Linked DNA regions of Sus scrofa: region 2 is linked to region 1. A link is a contact called in public HiChIP or PLAC-seq data. All regions are on one chromosome and are shown on one strand. Each heading gives the region's core, a stretch centred on a gene start, on an enhancer-like site or on the middle of the called end of the contact. The rest is flanking DNA. Distances are from core to core; before and after follow the strand shown. Region 1 holds the start of RBM3 (RNA binding motif (RNP1, RRM) protein 3). Region 2 holds the start of PQBP1 (polyglutamine binding protein 1).

What was found. HiChIP or PLAC-seq counts read pairs in DNA pulled down with a chosen protein or histone mark.
Region 2: an H3K27ac HiChIP or PLAC-seq map of alveolar macrophages shows a contact between it and region 1. The contact joins the promoter of PQBP1 here to the promoter of RBM3 in region 1. A contact is called at or near these places in 2 of 5 promoter capture datasets (fetal skeletal muscle and liver) and 1 of 2 datasets of contacts at active chromatin or transcription factors (alveolar macrophages).

The regions. Positions count from the first base shown.
Region 1 is chrX:42,702,620-42,705,384 of Sscrofa11.1, forward strand. It overlaps RBM3 (RNA binding motif (RNP1, RRM) protein 3), which reads left to right and starts at 1,430. Exons shown (of 7, transcript NM_001243419.1): 1 at 1,430-1,529; 2 at 2,136-2,254; 3 at 2,497-2,603. The coding sequence starts at 2,152.
Region 2 is chrX:42,975,274-42,978,038 of Sscrofa11.1, forward strand. PQBP1 (polyglutamine binding protein 1) reads left to right here and starts at 1,373. Exons shown (of 6, transcript NM_001246668.1): 1 at 1,373-1,458. The coding sequence starts at 1,392. It overlaps TIMM17B (mitochondrial import inner membrane translocase subunit Tim17-B), which reads right to left and starts at 1,014. Exons shown (of 6, transcript XM_003360308.4): 1 at 600-1,014. The coding sequence starts at 772.

The DNA of each region.
Region 1 (2,765 bases), core at 180-2,679:
AGAGGTAAACAAGTACCTTTTTTTTTTTTTTTTTTTTGCATGGGGGCTCAGATTCTCAGGGGCTAAGACCAGTACATATGTGGACAATGTAAAATCTATTCACATCCATCCTGGGCTTAGGGGGTCTGGATATGGCAAAAGCCAGACAAGTCCATTTTGTGGATGTACACCATACAGTACTCCAAAAGTTAACAAATCTAGTCTGTGTTTGGGGTCCTGACTCTTAGCAGGCTGGACAAGTCCACCCCATGAGTTAACACACTTAGAGTTTCCAAGGACAAACTAACCCATTCTTCCTTGATGGGTTCCTCGGAAATGAAAAGTCTGTCAAATCTATTCATTGTAAAGGTAGCTCAGACACTCAGAAGGCTGAAAAAGACCAAATTGTGGGCAGTGGGTTCAAACACTTCTTGTTTGGGATGAGAGCATTATGTATTCTTAAAGTCCTTTCTGTGCATCAAGGGTTCAGCAACCCTGTGACAGCAAAAATCGTTCTCTTGGATTGAAGTTTGGGGCATCCTGTTTTTATTTATTTACTTTTTAAATTTCTTTGTCTTTTTGCCTTTTCTAGGGCCGCTCCTGAGGCATATGGAGGTTCCCAGGCTAGGGGTCTAATCGGAGCTGTAGCTGCCGGCCTACACCACAGCCACAGCAACGCGGGATCCAAGCCGCGTCTGTGACCTACAACCACAGCTCACGGCAACGCCGGATCCTTAACCCGCTGGGCGAGGCTGGGAATCGAACCCACAACTTCATGGTTCCTAGTCGGATTCGTTAACCACTGAGTCATGATGGGAAATCCTGGGGCATCCTGTTTTTAGAAGGCCCCTCGGGCAGTCTACTGGTGGGGGAATTCGAGAAACTGGCTTCAGGAGGGTGCCAGATAAGAATGAGCGCTGAAGTTATAAATGAGCAAGAATAATGCCAGGGAAAGGAGTCCCATACCAGGTGGCTAGATGTCGGGCACAGAGAAGAAAATGTAGGAGTCAGAGTCAGGCACTGAGAAACAAAGGGTCTGATGTTAAGGGCTGTGAAGGCTGATGACTCAGGGACTGTGCGGGGATAAAGCACTGGGGATATGAAGTTAGAGGACTAGAAGGTGAAAGAAGTTATCGGCGGACCTAAAGGAAGACATCAGAACCAATGGGGGAAATGACGTCAAGATTGGAGTGATGTCCGGAATGGAAAGGAGTGTGAGAGCGGAAAGGTTTGTGCACAAACAGGATGAAGAAAGCTGTGGCCAGTGGAGGGATGCTGACATCACCGTGCACCAACTACCCAAAAACCGCCTCCATTCCCTGAGGCGGGCTCAACGCTTTGCTCCCTAGGCTTTGCCGTCACTTCCTCCCACCCCATTGGATGAGACTCAATGGCCTCATCCAATGAGCACTCACGCCGGCACGCGCGGCAGACGTTCCGTGACGTATACGCTACGTACGCTTATCAAGCGTCTTCCCGCGCGACATTCTTCCCAGTCTGTCGGCTTCTTAGCTGTAGCCGTGTCTTCTGCCTTTTTTTCTAATTTCCAGGTAAGCAGCGTTGGTCTGGCAGAGGGGCCGCTCCTCGATTCACTAACGTGCGCCGCGTTGGGCGAGAGCGAGTGGGAGAGTAGAGGTTTCTGACACGTAGACTTGCGCTTTTCCGGGGCAGGCGGGTCCCATGCTCGGAGGTGACATTTTTGGGGTTGGTGCGAGGCTGGCGCGCTATCTCCGAGTGCGAGGAATGCCGGGAGGGACTGGCGGCTTGGGTAGCGGCAGTGACCACGCGACGGCAGAGACCTGCGGAAGGGAGGTGGGGATGTGTGTCGGGGGTGGGGGAGTGCGGTTTTTTTCGTCACGTGACTTCCACCATCTTCTGCTGGTGAGGAGGGAGCGTGCAAGGGTGTTCTGGGCATGCGCGGCCGCACAAAATGACGGGCGTGTTGGCAGGGGATTTTGTGAGCATGCGCGAAAGTGGTCCCCCAAAACGGCTATCTCGCTGAGCCAGCCCGGCAGATTCCCGCCTTTTTGGCTTCTTTACTTTTTTTGGGTGGGGGGTCTCCTTATTTAGTTATTTTTGTCTATTCTCCATTCTCTCGTCTCTTCTCAAAACTCCGACCTTTTCTTTCATCTCCACTGTCCATATCCTCCCCGAAGGACTCAATTTATTGACATGTCTTCTGAAGAAGGGAAGCTCTTCGTGGGAGGGCTCAACTTCAACACAGATGAGCAGGCTCTGGAAGACCACTTCAGCAGTTTCGGACCTATTTCTGAGGGTGAGACATGGGCCAGAGGTGTGATGGGGGGAGTTGTGGGAGAACATCTGGGCCCCATGCGTTTCAAAGAACATGGAGAGGAGGGTCAGGACTCCAAGCCTTTACATTACCCTTTTCCTTCCTTTGTTCCTAGGCCCAAGGCTGAGAACTCAATTGAGGGTTGGTGGAAGGGAGGTCCATTCTTTACCTGACACCCTTTGCCGCTTTTTTTCCTCACCTCTCTCTCCTCTCCCTTTTCCCAGTGGTCGTTGTCAAGGACCGGGAGACTCAGCGATCCCGGGGTTTTGGCTTCATTACCTTCACCAATCCAGAACATGCTTCAAATGCAATGAGAGCCATGAATGGAGAGGTGAGGCCTCCTACCTGCATAGGGGCCCTGCCCCCATCTGTCACTTCCACCATTCTTTCTGTTTTTTTCCCTCTGTCTGCCAGGGGCAGCGCGGCCACCAAGCCCCGCAGTGCCCACTCACAGGAGCGTGACTGCCTTCTGTTCTAGGGGGTGGAGGGCAGC
Region 2 (2,765 bases), core at 123-2,622, 270 kb after region 1:
CAAAGAGTGGGCACGTTTAAATAAGCGCTACGGAAGTGTTAACAAGCTGGCACTGTAAAGTACAACGGGGGTCGCACCCCCTCCTCCGACAATGAGCTCGTCCAGCCACGCTCTTCCCTTTCTTCACCTTGCACGAGGGAGGAAAAACCTAGCTGCAGACCGTGGGGACGATCCGACACCCCCTCCTTGCCCACAGTGGGCTCACCCAAGCCCCGCCTCCATTCACCAAAGGGACCTGGGAAAAACCACGCGCGGTAACCCTGGGGATTTCCGCCTAGCAACACACCACCCCCCGGCTGGAATGGATTCGACCAACGTGTCTCTTTCCGTTAACAAGAGGGACCGGGGACAAGAGTCAAGGGAAACGTGGAGTGGTTCGTCCTGCACCGCACCAGCTCCTTCAAGCACACAGTTGTGGCCCCTCTTAACGGAGCCCAAGTAAGGAAACAAGTGGACGGGAGCGGAAGGAGACAACAAACGTTTAAAAGTCTCCCGAGTCTGGGACGTGGCGCTGTGTAGCCAGCGCCTCCCCCGCCCGCCTCCCACCGCTGGCCGTGGCGCCGCAGCAAGAGTCCCGAGGCCTGTGCCCCTCGCCGTACCAAGGCTCCCGAGCGTACTCCTCCATGGCGCCGGCGTCCGGCCGCGCAGTCTGGCTAAATCCCGGCCGGGCCACACCCCCACTGTAAACGCACACAGGCGCCCGAGCTTTCCACCTATTCCAAGGTAATGATTGGGTCCTTTCGCCAGACGTCAGGCCAAGGCGCACTCTCATTGGCCAGTTAGGTTTCCGTCATCTGTTCTCTGCAGCCCGAGCGTCGCCCAGTTACCTCTGGCTCAGGGAGAGAGGGCCTCATTCTTTCCCTCAGGAGAAAAAGAGTCGTGGTCCTGGCGATCATAAAGGCGTCGAGAGAGAGGCCGACAGTCTGACAGCCTTCCGCAACCCGCGTGACTGTATTGGTAATGTCGGGGTGGGCGCATTTTTTGGAGCTAGAGGAAACCCTGCTCCCCCCACCCCTGCTCCTTGGTTCCTTCCACCCGGCAGTCTTTGGGGGACGTTGGGTGAGCCCATTTCTGGGGCGCGGGGGAGCGGCGCTTGGCCCCTTCGGCGATGGGTGGAGCCTAGGCCTGGGAGAGGAGGCCTGGGAGAGGAGTCCTGTCCCGGAGCACCCCGCCTGGAGAGGAGAGTTGGCGAGAATTTCGGTGATACTGCCGTTTATCCCTTCCACCTTTTAGCGGGTAGGTTCTGTTGCCCAGCTCCTGGTGCAGGTGGGTAGGTGGGAGTCTAGATGAGTGCATGTTGGGGAGAGGCGCTTGCTTACGAGCTCCAGATTCAAATCCTTATCTGAACTGCTTTCTCGTCTGTCCTTCCCTAGGTCTGTCTGCTACCCGCTATGCCGCTGCCCGTTGCGTTGCAGACCCGCTTGGCCAAGAGAGGCATCCTCAAACATCTCGAGCCCGGTGAGAGAGCTAAGAGCAGATGGGCCTACCATGTGCCAGGCTTGACAGGCACTTTGTTGTTGATATTGCCACTCGATCCCTAGTATGGGCCTACTATATACCAAGCAGTGGGCTGGCAGACATTTTGTTGTAAACAATACGTATTCCTGACGCCGATTCCTACCGCGTGCGCGCGGACGCCTACGGTGGGGGTGGGGCAGGGAATAGACATTTCAGCTTTAGTCGTACCTAATACTGACAGCTGATGCTTATCTTGGATCTTCATACGCCAGATTTAATCCAATCGATCCCTGGAAGAGTATCTAAGGATATTAATAGTAAACTGACATCTATTACAGCCTCTTTTGGACCAAATACAGTGGGAGGAGGCTGATATTTTGTTCTTTACCATACTAGTAGGTAACATTTTTTTCAGATCTACTGTAGAGCCAGGTACTGTTCAGGCGATATATACCGACTTGTTCACCAGTTCAATAACTGACATGTATTTCGGGTCTGCTTAAGTGGCTGGCATATGCATTATGGTTTACAGTATGTAAAATAATGGTAGGGGAGTTCCTGTCGTGGCGCAGTGGTTAACGAGTCCGACTAGGAACCATGAGGTTGCGGGTTCGATCCCTGGCCTTGCTCAGTGGATTAAGGATCCAGCGTTGCCGTGAGCTGTGGTGTAGGTCGCAGACGCGGCTCGGATCTGGCGTTGCTGTGGCTCTGGCGTAGGCTGGCAGCTCAGCTCCGATTGGACCCTTAGCCTGGGAACTTCCATATGCCGCGGGAGCGGCCCAAGAAAAGGCAAAAAAACAAAAAACAAAACAAGGATAATGATAGGATCTGTCATTTTGGCCTGCTGTGCTGCCGTTGCCAGTATTTATACCTTACTGTCATTACAGTAAAAGTTGGCATCTATTTTGGGCTAAGGTGTGGCCGTGTACTGGAAAACTCATTTTCACTTTATTGACAGGTGACATCTATTACAGGTTTGTTGTGTGCCAAGCATAGATCTTTGGTTAATAATACGGATAATGGTCATTGATATTTATTTTAAGCTTACTGAATACCGGGCCTTGTGCCCGTGGTACGTTTCTTACTAACAACACTAATGATTATAGCTGATGATCTATTTTGGACCTATTGTGTGACAGGCACTATGTTATTGCTGAAATAGACATTTCATTGTTAGCTGTATACACAGTTGAAACCTGTGATCGGCCAACTGAGGTCCAGGTACTCATGTACCTTTTTTAAAATGTTTGGTCTTTTTATGGCCACACCCACGGCATATGAAAGTTCCCGGGCTAGGGGTCGAATCA